Linked DNA regions of Rattus norvegicus: region 1 is linked to region 2. A link is a contact called in public Hi-C data. All regions are on one chromosome and are shown on one strand. Each heading gives the region's core, a stretch centred on a gene start, on an enhancer-like site or on the middle of the called end of the contact. The rest is flanking DNA. Distances are from core to core; before and after follow the strand shown. Region 1 holds the start of Supt4h1 (SPT4 homolog, DSIF elongation factor subunit). Region 2 holds the start of Mtmr4 (myotubularin related protein 4).

Region 1 (6,875 bases), core at 40-2,539, 150 kb before region 2:
TGGTAGTCACCTGCTCTACTGCTGCATTCTACTTCCAACCCTTCAACATTAAGGATCTACCACCTCGTATGTCCTGTGGCAGGCATTTATACACAACATAAACAGACTCAACTATAATTGAGTGGACAAGAGTTGTGAAGCATTGCTAAATAGGACTACAGAAAAAGCACACACCATTTTAAATGTCCTCTAGCCACTGTTTAAAACAGTAAAAGATGAAATTAACTTCAACATTTATTTTAACCAAATAACCCTAAAACATTATTTCTACTTTTAACTAATCTTTAAAAAAAGAATCAGATATTTGACATTCTATTTCCTCACGCTGAATGTACTGACACTTAAGCATATCCTAATTTGAACTAGCCACATGTCAAGTACTCAGCAGCCACAGATGCTCACAGGTACTGGGCTGGACACATAGAATTAGTAGCTCTCCAAAGAACTGTTAAGCTATTCTTAACATCCTCAAAAATCTGCCCCATACTAACGTCTTGAGTCATAGCCAAGATTGTGCAGAAGTAAAGAAAGGAACATGAAAGGGCCTTACCCATCAAATGAAGAGCTGGTGCAGTCGTACACCATCTCTCTGTTGCCCTTCATTTGTAGGTATGCATCGCAATTGTCACACCCATCATATTCAAACTGGTCTATAGTCTGGAAAGGAAAAGATACAGCCATTATGAGCATAAACGACGTCTTAATATTTCGACGAGGCCAACCTCTTCATCCTCTATATAATCCAACACCTACTGCTCTCCAAACGATTCCTAAACACTACCCTCACACCTCCCGTCCCTAACTCAGCTTACATATATTTTTTTCTAGTCTCTTTGGGGTCAGGTGTTCTCTTCAGCTACTCTCTCAGATGCTTTGGCTCCTAGCGTCTTTCCAGTCCAACACAGTAAGTTCACCGAACTCTGTTGGGGAAACAAACTTCTGCTAAGTTAAGCTGAGAACTGAAACGCAAACCCTAGCAGGCACGAATGCCCAGCTCACGTTCCTTGGACGTAAACAACGGCTCCCTTAGTCTTCCCACTCCCTGAATCTCAGGCCTTTTCTTTCCTGTGTCTGGCCCCATTTCACCCACTTTCTCCCATTTTGCCTCCTCAATCGCTCCTACAACCAAGGCTCCGACGGATACCTTGACTAACGAGCACAGCAAACAAGCTCGCAGATGCCGCAGGTCCTTTGGCACCGTCTCCAGGGCCATTCTCGCCGTATACGATAATACGGGTTCCACGGCCACAGGAAGTAAACAGATTATTACCCAGAATGCCGGTCGCTTCCTGTACGTAACTTCCGTTTCCGGTACAGACATTCGCAGGCCCCCCCCCTTGGAGAAGATGGTTTCTCCCGCAGGAGCGGTGGGCGGGGCAGCCGACAGCCACCTGGGCCGCGCGCGCCCCCGTCACCTGGACTCGCGAGAGCGAGCGGAAGACGGTGTGTCGGGGACTGTAGGGTTCGGCTGGGAGGGTAGAAGGGTGCGGTTGGAGCATGCGCAGGAGGCGTGGAGCGGAGCGGCTTGCGGAACTACGCAGCGCTACGCGGGCCTTTTGATGTAGCGGTCAGGCTGCAGGCCCGGGTTCTTTCCAGATTCCGGAGGAGGCCCTAGATTGTTTTGTTTGCTTATTTATTGAGACAGTAAATGGTAATTCCTAAAGTGGCCTCCAACTCTCAGAGCACCGGACGGTGACCTTGAACTCCTGATCTTCCTGCCTTTCAGAGTACTGGGATTATGGGCGCCCACCACCACACCTGTGTATTTGACTTTTCTGACATAAGGCCGACCTGGTACTCCCGGCCCTCGTCTCAGTCACCCGAATATTCAGAATACAAGCCCACCGCTTCACGCTAGGTTGTTTTAAAGCTTGAGCAATGAGTCTTGCCTTTCTGGATGTCTGCAGAGACAAAAACCCGAGGAGGCCCCACCCCTTCTTGTAACTGCGAGAGTGTGATAGGGTTTCCTTTGCTGTCCACAGGAATGCTAGCTTGAGCCGGGCCGACTGGGGGATGGGTAAGGGGGGTGTTGGGTAGGGGGAGACGCGTATTTAATTCCTCCTAAAAGCCTCTCGATTGCATGCCTGGCTCGTAATTTACGCTTTGTAAAACTCTTGGCACATTTAGACATAATTCCGTGAGAACATCTGTAGATTAGGTATCTCACTTCTCATACTCATCCCCCACCCTGGCTGCCATTGTACTGTGTAGGACGCAAAATTCCTTGCCTTCTAAAGTGGCACCCAGACACTATCCTGAGCGAATCATACAGAAGTACGAGGTCTGGTGCAGTGTGAACAGAGGAAAGGCTCTTCCTGACCGTTTTTGCAGGGACCCCCCCACAGGAATGGATACAGAGAAAGCACCATTTCTCTTGGAGTGTAGGCAAAGCCTAGTCATTTATGTTTATCTGAATTGGAGCGCTGGGATATAAATAGTTGCGATCCCTGCTGATCTGTCCTCCCGGGTCTTCTAATTGAACCTGAACCACAGCAAGACTGATTCTTGGCTTTGTCCCAAATTGCATTCAAATGGGGTCAGTGACTAGGTTTTAGATTCTTTCTAGCACTGGGAAATCTCTTTTCAGTTTGGAATATATTTTCACTATGCTATCTCATGTAAGTCTTGTATCAATTCTGAAGGAGGATCATTTTATTTATGGAAAAAGGCAGGCACCCTGCTGCAGAGCTGACTCAGGACCCACCACATAAAAGTTGAGCATGATGGTATGCTACTATAATCATAGCGCTGGGGGCCAGATAGGCTGATCCCAGGAACTCAGGCAAGTTCAAGGGAGGAGCCCTTTTGTTGTTTGTTATGTTTGTTTTGAAGGTCTTTGTTTTGAAAGTCTTTGTTATGTAGCTCTGGCTGTCCTGGAACTTGCCCTCGCACTCATATGAATACACACGCATGCACACATACCAAGGTGCAATATTTGCGTGCGGTATTGAAAGGTCACAAAGTCAGTCACTGAAGCATCAGAGTGATCAACAGTACAGTACAGATAAATAACTGAGTCATGATGAGAACCAAGCATGCTGCTCTCTCTGATCTTTCTGGGGAGTTAAAACTACCCTATCCTTACTGGTGATGTTTCATACTTCATATAGTAGCATACAGAACCAGAGGGAATAATGGTAAATGCCTATGATCTCAGTAATTGGGAGTGGGGAAGAGGACCAGTTCGAGGTTAGAGATTAGATCTCAGCTGTGCAGTGAATTGGGGGTCAGGCTAGGCCTCAAAAAATCCAAGGGAAGAAAATAGAGAAGATGGAATTGCTATCCTGAGTGAAAAACCATGACACAAAACCACAAAGCCAGATCATATTTATGGATAAATATATTAGCAAATAAATACATTTCTCAACATAGTGCCTGATTCAAGCGTCTTTCTGTCTGGTTCAGATATAAATACCCATGTGGGTGCCTGGATGCTTGTCTCCCCATTGACTCTGAGGAGACAAGGTTCCCCAGTAGGATCCTCTGCCCACTTTGCCCCCACATTCACATTTCAGGCAAGGATGCTGCCTGAGGGGCTGACATGGTCAGGATGCCCTGGGGTGAAGAGCCACAGGAGGCTCGTCAGCCCTTGCCCACTTGGCACAAGCTGCCCAGGCCAACTCTTTACCCCAATTCCACTTGCACACCTTCAGGTGGGTTGCTGGTTTGTATGGCTTATACTGGGAAGGTGACCCAGGAGGTCGAATGTTATCTTTCTCCATCTCTGCTCCAAGAATCTCTCAGAGAAGAATCCCGTCCTTTCTGGGCTGTAGCTGTGCTCTCTCTGCCTTCCTTTCATCCCCCTCTTCCCAAATGAAGTTTAGTAGACATTCCTTTCTGCCTGCCTTGGACTTAGAGATAGGAAAGCTTCAAGGAGCATTAATTCCTTCCATTCCTGTTCTCTACCTCAGAGGAACTGGGTTTGCTGGAGTGACAAGAAGTTTGATAAGCAAAAGATTCATCCCAGGTCTGTCACACTACCCACCTCTGGGACAGAACTCTATTCCTTGGCTCCCCCAAGCCTGCGGGGTAAGATTAGTTTAAGAACAAAAAGGAAGAAGCACTCCTCCCTGAGCACCAAGCAGGCAGGTGCCGGCTGGAGAAGGTACAGAGACCTCTCTTGGGAGTGGGGCTCACCTAAACTGTTCATTTGTGAAGACAGGAAGTGATAAAGCTGAAGTTGCCCCAGTGAGGCCTTGAAAGGAGGTGAGACGTGGTCGTGCATTCAGTTGAACCCACTGGCTTGTGTGAGCTTGAGGCCTGGGGCAAAGGAGACCCAGCAGGGGAACCCAGCAGGGCTTGAGGAAGGAGCAGCACCTTTAGGACAGCTAGCTATTCAGTCATAGCTTCCTGTCAAAAACTCAGCCTTTAAGAGTCTCCCCCACAAATGTATACTGACTGGTTGTCTGGTTGGACACAAGACTTTCTGCACTGTAGGTGTGTGTTGTGCAGACAAGATGACTGGGGTCTGGGAACAGCACCTCCCACGACCCACCATCAGCACACTTCTATCGGTCACAGAAGTATGGCAAAAGGAGATGCTTGCTAAGGTCCTTGCTCCTCCCATGAGCAGGACCCTGTCCCAGGTAGAACCCTGAGTCATCTGGAGCACACTCGAGGTTAGAGCTTCATCTGACCAACTCCTGTCACACAGCCTGTTCACACAGCTCTTCAAGCTCCTCTTCCGAGCCTGCATGAGAAGGGGGGAGAAAAGAGGTCACCACAGGTCCGTCCAACTAACCTCCTGCTTCTCCCACCTGTGGGGGCTGTGGCAGGAAGGCACCACAGAGAGGGAGAAGCAGGAAATATGTCTGTGAAGGTGATTAGGTTGAAAGCTGAGAGGGGCCCATTGGGAAACTGGAGAGAAAAACAAACCCAGAGAAGTGCTCCCAGCAAGCGCTGTGACTGGAATTTAGTATTCATTCATTCACCCAATAAATATTTATTAGGCATTCATTGTGAACTTGGCTTGCTACCATCTGCTGAACAGAATATCCAAAAGAATAGGCTAGAAGAGAAAGCAGCGTGCGTGCACATGGGTATTGTATGTGTGTGTGTGTGTGTGTGTGTGGATATTATGACAGTGGGAGAGAACCAGGGTCCTGAGAGATGCATCGAGGGAGGAATGCACACCCCACAGCAGTGAGGAAAGATTTTCTGATGGAAGATGCATGAGTTGGTTTTACAGAATTGGGTTTGTAGGGACAGGGAAGTTGGTGGGACATTCTGAGCAGCAGAAACTATAATTCATATTTATCCAACTTGATTAAAGCAGAGGGCAGAGGAAGGGAGGGAGTTAGATGGATCTAGATGGCGCTGGAGCACTGAAGGCAACATTAGGTTAGATTTCTCCTGCCTGTGGGCATACCAGAGGTTCTAGATAGTTCTTTAAAAGGCTGATGACCCTGACAGTAGCATGGAGGGACAGAGGCAGCTGCACTGCACAACTCTGTGGGACACAACAACCAGGTGTCCAGGCCCCTCAACTTCCTGACCCTGACAGAGGGAGGCTGCTGCTTTGACCTTTAGGCTGTACTCCCTAGCCATCAGCAGGGGACGTGAGAAGATGTCAGAGTTAGCAGAGGCACAGGAAACAGTGAGTGTGAGGATCAAGGAAGAGAGAGGCACCGAACTTAGAGCAAAATGAGGTCTGATTCTGCCAGCAGTGGAAGCAAATATGACAGAGTCCGAAGGGAGCATCAAACATCTGGTCCCTGCTCATATCACGTGACCATGGGCACTGTGATCCTATACATTAACTATTTGCATGCCTGTCTCCCCATGGACCTGGGTCTTCTGGATGGCAAGGTCCAAATCCTCAGAAGCCTGCCTAGGACCTAGCATCATATAGCTAGCATGTAATCAGGAGGAGGGAATGAATGAAGAATGAATGAATGAATGAATGAATGAATGAATGAATGAATGACAGTAGCTCTCAAGTCCTGTCTGTAGGATTCTAGGATTTGTATCTCAGGATCACTGGGGTCTTCCTTTGAGGTAAAAGGGTCCTTCTAGAAATGGCTACAGGCAAAGAGGTGTACCGTCCGTACAGTGTCTCTCAAAGGTGGGGGGTAGTGAGTCTTGGAGAGGATAGATGGTTTACATAAACAAATGTGGAAAGCTTTGGCTTAGAGCTGAGGATTTACAGAGTTCCCACAAAAAAAGTGGCTGGCCTTACTAACAAGAGTGCTTGGAAGAGAAACCTTCGTCCTCCCTCCCCCCTCATTTGTTGTTGTTGTTTTTGAGTCAGGGTTTCTCTGTGTAGTCTTGGCTGTTCTGGAACTCACTTTGTAGGCCAGGCTGGCCTTGAACTCACAGATTTGCCTTTCTCTGCCTCCTAGTGCTGGGATTAAAGCCGTGTGCCAACATTGCCAGGTACCTTAAATAGTTCCTTTACCAAAACCCAAGGGCCCCTAGGGAAGCTGAGAACCACCTATGATTTCTGTGCTTCAGGTAAGTTATAATCTCTTCAGTTCATCAACCCCTTGGCTGTTTTCGCCTGCCCTCCAGCATCCAGATATAGTTTCCTTTTCCCAGAACACCTGCTTCCCTGAACACTCACCAGGCTGGGCTGGCAGCACCTGGCAGTGTGAGTAAGGACATCTCCTGTCCTCTGGGGTGTCAAAACTCCACTTGGAATGTCCCTCTCCAGGTAAGCATGGTCCCAGAGGCTGGCGGGGATTCAGATACAACCACACTGGCTGTGAACTTGAGTAACAGGGGCCTGGTACATCATGTAGCAGCCTCCTATCCAGGCCTGGAGGTCTGAATATCAATGGATGAACCTCTGGGGGCCAAGGGTATGCTAGACTGGGGCTGTAGTGGGGGGGAACGGGGCAAGCTGTGTGCACAGTCAAGTCCTGGGGCTGAGAGGT
Region 2 (6,353 bases), core at 2,678-5,177:
TCTGAGGGGAATTCCTAAGGAATACCCATAGCTAGCTGAAGTCACTCTGCTCCCAAACACCAAGAGAGAAGAAAAGAGAGAATCCATGCTCAGGGAGGAAGCAGGAGACCCAAGGACAGCCAGGGGAGAGAGAAGGCCTGGCAGACACCTACGGGGGAGGGGGGGGCACGACATCTGAGAGGACAGATGGGGGAAGCTGGGAAGGAGCATTAGCCAGGGGGAGGAGGGGAAGACTGGGGATGATTCAGAGATACAGAACCCTGCAGAGGCAAGGAAGATGGAGAAAAGAGGCTGTCTGGGGGACAGTCAAGGAGAAAAGACTGGTATGTCAGGTGAACGATGGAGTATGTGTGGGAGAGGGGACTGGAGACCTAGAGACAGCTCACAAACATCTAAGCTTCTCTTTCAGCCCCATAACATCCCACACAGCCTACTAGGCACATCCTACATCCCCAAGCAAGGATATGGCGGGTGGGACCAAGATGGAGAGGAGGAGGTAATGGGATGTACCCCTGCAGGGCGGGGCCTGGAAATCTGCAGTCAAGGGCAGTGACTGCAGAGTCAGAAAGAATCACAGAATTTGCATCCCCAGTACCCGCTTTCTTGAAGCAAGTCAGAGAAAAGAGCTAACCCACTTCCCCTGTCCCTAAGGTTTGGGGTCATGCCGGGGTCTTTGGGCAGGACTGTGGGTACAGCGTGCGTTGGGTGCTCCCCCAACCCCCGCCCCAGGCCCTGGCAGGACAGGCCTGGCACTTACGAAGCAGCTAAGCATGGAGCAGGAGACGCGGGCGGTCAGGCTCATGGTCGCGGGCTGTCTGGACCAGCGCACATGTCCCGGGAGCCGCTGCGCTGCCCGCCAGCCCCGGACGCCCGCTGCATCCCGGCTGCGGGGCCCGCCTGATGCAGCTGCGGCCAGAAGCGAGCACCCTGGCGCCAGGACCCAGCCTCTGCTCCCGCGCGCCTCTCCCCTCCTCTCCACAATGGAGCGGGCCCGGCTCCGCCCTCCGGCAAGAGCGAGGAAGGGAGGGGAGCTCAGCGACAAGAGAGCCCAGGACGCCGCCAGGGAGGTGGAGGCGAAGGCGGAGGCAGAGAGGCTCCCGGGCCCCGCCCGCCGCCCTAGCTCCTCCCCACCCCGCAAACCCTGGGCGGCGGGGGAGACAACCATCACCACCACCACCACCCCTCCTGGGAACTCTAGGGACATTCTAGAGTGGGACCGGGGACCGCCCCAGGACTGCTCAGAAAGGAGAAGCAAGTCCGCCCACACCTTTTTATTTCCCATCTTTCCAGGTGTGCTACCCGACACCCTGCTTGTCACACATTTCCCACTCTCTTCCCTTCTCCCAGAGTACTCTCTAAGCTTGCTCAGATCCCAGACGGAGCGCTCTCCCCATGTTCTTCACAGCCCCCAGCCTTCCTATTTCCCTCCGAAACCACGGCCCACCACGCTCCATTCATCTGCCTCCCTGCTTTCACTAAACTTCTTTTGTCCTCTTAAAAAGAATATTGGTCTGGTGTTATCTTAGCGGTCATTCCACACTTCTGTAAGGGAAACCCTTGGAATTTTTTATTCCACCATGCCCCCTCCAAGCCCTCCTAAATTCTATCTCTCCCTTGATTCACACCACCTGATCGAAAAGAAAATCCTTTGGAAGAACTTCTTAGTCTAAGAGAAGAACTGGGATTATGGGCCACTCGAGTTACAGAAAACAACAACAATAACAAAACCCAGAAGTAGAGCAATCAATGGTGTTGGGTAGGGAGCCAAGGAGTAAGTAGTGAGTGATAAGCAGCTTAGTGTTTCCAAAAGTAACAGAAAGCTTACTAGAACTCTTACACTTCCCGCACCTGGTAACTTTCACAAACCAGGGCTTTTGTTTTAAGGCCTTGGGATGAATTTTTAATCAAGTACTTACAATAATGGCCAGCAGTGTCAAACATTACCCTAACTCTCCAAGAATGAAGGGAGATCCTGTTTCCGCAGGTGAGACTTTAGGCTTAGAGAGAAACTGTGCAGTTCTCCTAAGTAGTGGTGCTAAGAAGGAGACTCACTGTGAAGCACACACTGTTCTTGGTGCACCACCAAAACCGAAAAGGGGATGAGCTAGAAGTCCAAGGGAGCAGGGTCAGTGGTAGGCTCTCTGAAAAGAGCCTGGGCTAGTGCACACGTCACAGATATGTGTGGGTCTCCACAGGACGGGGAAAAGGAGGGAATCCGCCCACTGACTGAATTCACTGACCTGTGAGCCCTGAAAGGAACTGGAGAGATACAAAGGATGGTTCTTGTCTGGAGAGGGCTTCAGGCGTGTCTTTCTCATCTTACTGCCCTCCGACTAGGACAGAGACGGCCCACCCCCACTGACATTCAGGGCACCTTCAGAATGCTGTCCTGGTAGACATTCAGTCAGTTGTCGCCTGCAGTGGCTTAATAGACAGCAACACCTGGGGACTGGAAGAGGCCTACAGTTTGGGTGGAATCATTCCTGGGACAGCACCAACAATATATTCATGCGACCCGGCTGAGGTTCAGGGATCTGATTTTTTTTTTTTTTCCTTTTAAGACACGGGGTCTTGGAGCTGGAGAGATGGCTCAGCGGTTAAGAGCACCCACTGCTCTTCCAGAAGTCCTGAGTTCAATTCCCAGCAACCACATGGTGGCTCACAACCATCTGTAATGGGATCTGATGCCCTCTTGTGGTGTGTCTGAAGACAGCTACAGTGCACTCGTATACATACAATAAATAAACATAAAAAAAAAAAAAAAAGAAAACATGGGGTCTTTTCTGGAACTCACTACATAGACTTGGCTGAGAATCACCTGACTCTGTCCCTAAGAGATGTGATCAAAAGGCTGTGCCACCACGCCCTGAAGTTCAGGAATCTCAGATAGAAAGACTAGTTTTCTTTTTTCTTTTCTTTTCTTTTTTTTTTTTTTTTTTTCTCAGAGCTGAGGACCAAACCCAGGGCCTAGCAAGCATTTTACCACTAAGCTAAATCCCCAACCCCAAGACTAGTTTTCTTACACCAGAAAATGCATAGTTTTAACCAGGGATCAAAGAAAAGTAAGAGGAGACAGAGCAGTTCGTTAGTGTAAGAAGGAATGACCCAACACGGAGAAAAACTACAATGTCCTGAGTGCTATTTGGTGCCTGGTTTTTTTTTTTCAATCCTAAGAAACCATAGCTCAGTGTTAGAGTACTTGCCTATCAAGCACAAGGCCCCACACTGCATTCACCTGCAATCCTAACACTTAGGAGACGGAGGCACAAGTCAAGGCTGGCAGGGCTACATTTCTAGTACGAGGCTAACGAAGACTTTACAGTAAAAACCTGTCTCAAAACACCACCGCCCACCAGAAAGAAAAAGTAACAGGGCAAATGCGCCTGTTTAGGAAGTGAACAGAGTATCCCGGAGCACTGAGGCCAAGAGAGGTGGGACAGCTTCACTGAGACAGACTGCAAGATACATAGACACATAGTGGTATGAGGGGAAAGGAGTACTCACCATTCTACCTTGGCGAGGGTCCTGGCTGCCTGCTCGTCACTAAAGGAGACAGAACACAAGAGGAAAGTGTGCTGATCATTAACATCACCAGAGAATCAATAAATGTCACACACGGGTCTACCCCTGACCTTCTCTGCAACTCATTTTCCTCCATCACAGAGGATCCAGCCTCTCAGTAAGTCATCACACCAGTCAGGCAATGGAAGAAGCAACAAGTGAGACTGCCCGGTGAGAATTCCACCACAAAAGTTCCTGAGCAGAAATAAGTATCATCCAAGCTTACTCAGCAGAACCCAAGCGTTCTGATTCCCACTCCAAACCCTGCTCTTTACAAAAGAGAAGAAATGCCAACTCTGAAGAGACAAAGACTGCCCAACTGGGACTCACTTTTGGCCCTGGTAGGGGCATGAATCCACAGGGCTGTTCGGCCATTCTCTGAGTCTAGGAGTAGCACCCACCTGACCTGTTACTGGGGGCAGAGTCCAGAGCAGAGGACAAGAGGGAGAGGACCACAACCTGTGATAAAAGAGCAGCAGGGTTGGCCCGGTCCCGCTGAGCATACTTGAGACCAAGTAGGTGAAGGTTAGAGGGAGGAGGCCACACAACAGGAGCAGAATTAGGCCAATCCGGCCTGGAATCAACATCTGTCAAATGGGTCGAATTAACAAGGATTTCAAGTAAGGCCTCCTAGGCCCACTTAGGGAGCCAGGTCTGAGTTTCACTGACACTCCATGTTTGGTATGCTCGAGGGGTGTGCAGCAGAGTCCCACAGGAGGCTGCGGCGATTAAAGCCTCCATTGTGATCCTACCAACCTTCCCTCCCTCACGGGGGAGCCCGCAAGCGGCCAGCCGGAGGTGCTGCCTCACGGCTCACTGGCACGCAGCCTGAGAAACAAGAGAGAGGAAAGGAGCGACCAGGACCAGGCCTAGGAGGCCCGGGGTTTTCACAGTTAGGGACTCTGGTCTTGGGGTGGGGGGTGGGGGAGGACGCGCTAGGCAGGGAGGAGATCCAGGTGCCCAGGTTTTAGGGGCGGGGCTAAAGGTTCGGAGGCGGAGCCCCAAATGACAGAGGGCGGGACTCAGGAGAGCCGGCGAGGGCCGGGCAGGACTTGGTCGTTGTGGTTCCCAGGCTGGCAGTGCACGGGGTACAGTGACTCACCCAGGCGGCGTTCGCCCGACCCTCCAAAGCCGCGCTCTCACCACTTCCGTCTCCCGCAGCAGCTGAGGCCGCGCAGCTCGAACCCCACCACGGTCCCTTCTCCCCAACCAATCGTATCTCCAGCCTCTACCCGCCCTGGCCAATAGCCACGCGAAGTCCCGCCCTGCCCTACCACGCAGCCGCCGCCCTCACTCTCCACGCTGCTCACTGGCCCAGTGGGCAGACGCCCTCTCAGCCTGTAACCTATCCGGCACCCAGAGACCGGACGGTACCTGGAGGGAGGAGGCTTGGCGCCAGAGAGCAGACGCGACCAATAGGAAATCACAGCGCGTCCCTCTGGCAACCAATAGGAGAGGAGTAAGAGGGGTCGCAGACTACGGCTCCGGGGGCAGGAAGTACGGCGGCCTGTCGCCTACTGGTAGCGCAATTGGAGGGCGGGACATTGCGGGGGAATGTTAGCAGTCACTTCCGGTGACGACCCCGCCCTAGTGGTAGTTCTCAAGTGACCTCGCGGTGGCCCCGCGATTTAATCCAGTCGTGTTTCTGTTTCGCTGCAGTAATGCGATAATGGAAGGGCAGCTTGCAGGCTAGGAAAGGGGAAGGTCCCTTCCCATCTTTTCAGTTCCATCACTCTCGTGCTTCATCCCCTGGTCTATGGAAAAGAAAATACTTCTGGAATTTTTTTTTTAAGTCTGCGAAAGAGAAGAGTTGAGTTCGCGGACTGCTGAAGCTTGAAATGGAAAACTTGAAAGACCTTCCAAGAAGGCCTATGTAAAGCAGCTCTCGGACGGGCAGCGCTGGCGTTTCCCTTGGCGTAACTGGACTGGATCTTACGACCTACAATTGTTAACGACCGACCTTGCCGTCCTTCGAGACCTGCATTGGCCGCCAATCCTGAGTCTTTCAGCCAAAAGAGAAAAACTGGATCTGACTGCCATTAGCTAGCTGCGGCTTCCTAGTCTGTAAGAGGGTAGAGGAACAAGACCGAAGCGCCCTCCACCGGGACTGAAATCACCAGTAACGCTGGAGGTCTCGTGATCCGCGCCCCTACTAACTAAACAGAAATGGAAAAGATTCCGATTCTCGACAGATAGTGTAGGTTCTGGAGTGGGTCTCAGCGCTCAAACACCAGGCTAGTGTCCTTAGATCTTAGTTTATGAAGCACTGGAACTTTTAGTACAGTTTCTAAGTCACAGGAAACAGATACCTCGCCTGAGTTCACTGTTTCAGTTCCAGGATCTAGAACCGGGGTCTAACCTAGCAAAGGCTTGATACTGACTCTCCTTGGGGACTATGCTGTTTTGTCTCGTTTTTTCCTATGTCCCAGCACTTTAATTACAGGACTGTCAGCATTTGTTCAGTGCTCTACCAAAAACTTCATGGAATTTAGAGCTTAATTCTGCATATCTATTTACCCAAATCTGGGGAAAACCGGAAGTCAGAGGTTGCCATGTAGTTAATACCTTGATTTACGCAAAAGCAGCTACAGGGGCTGGAGAGATGGCTCAGCGGTTAAGAGCACCCGACTGTTCTTCCAGAGGAGTTCAATTCCCAGCAACCACATGGTGGCTCACAACCATCTGTAAAGAGATCCGATGCCCTCTTCTGGTGTATCTGAAGACAGCTACAGTGTACTTATATGTAATAAATGAATAAATCTTTAAAGAAAAAAAAAAAGCAGCTACAAAAT

The links. Hi-C and Micro-C count contacts between places; a contact is called where the count stands out from the background.
Region 1: a contact with region 2 is called in a Hi-C map of liver, with 2.9 times the contacts expected there. The contact joins the promoter of Supt4h1 here to the promoter of Mtmr4 in region 2. A contact is called at or near these places in 2 of 12 Hi-C or Micro-C datasets (frontal cortex and liver).

Annotation. Positions count from the first base shown.
Region 1 is chr10:73,030,988-73,037,862 of GRCr8, reverse strand. It overlaps Supt4h1 (SPT4 homolog, DSIF elongation factor subunit), which reads right to left and starts at 1,289. Exons shown (of 5, transcript NM_001105828.3): 1 at 1,145-1,289; 2 at 551-657. The coding sequence starts at 1,213. It overlaps Rnf43 (ring finger protein 43), which reads right to left. Exons shown (of 9, transcript NM_001135921.2): 8 at 6,563-6,875; 9 at 3,323-4,690. The coding sequence ends at 4,647.
Region 2 is chr10:72,888,239-72,894,591 of GRCr8, reverse strand. Mtmr4 (myotubularin related protein 4) reads right to left here and starts at 3,927. Exons shown (of 19, transcript NM_001105827.4): 1 at 3,892-3,927; 2 at 3,505-3,543. The coding sequence starts at 3,507.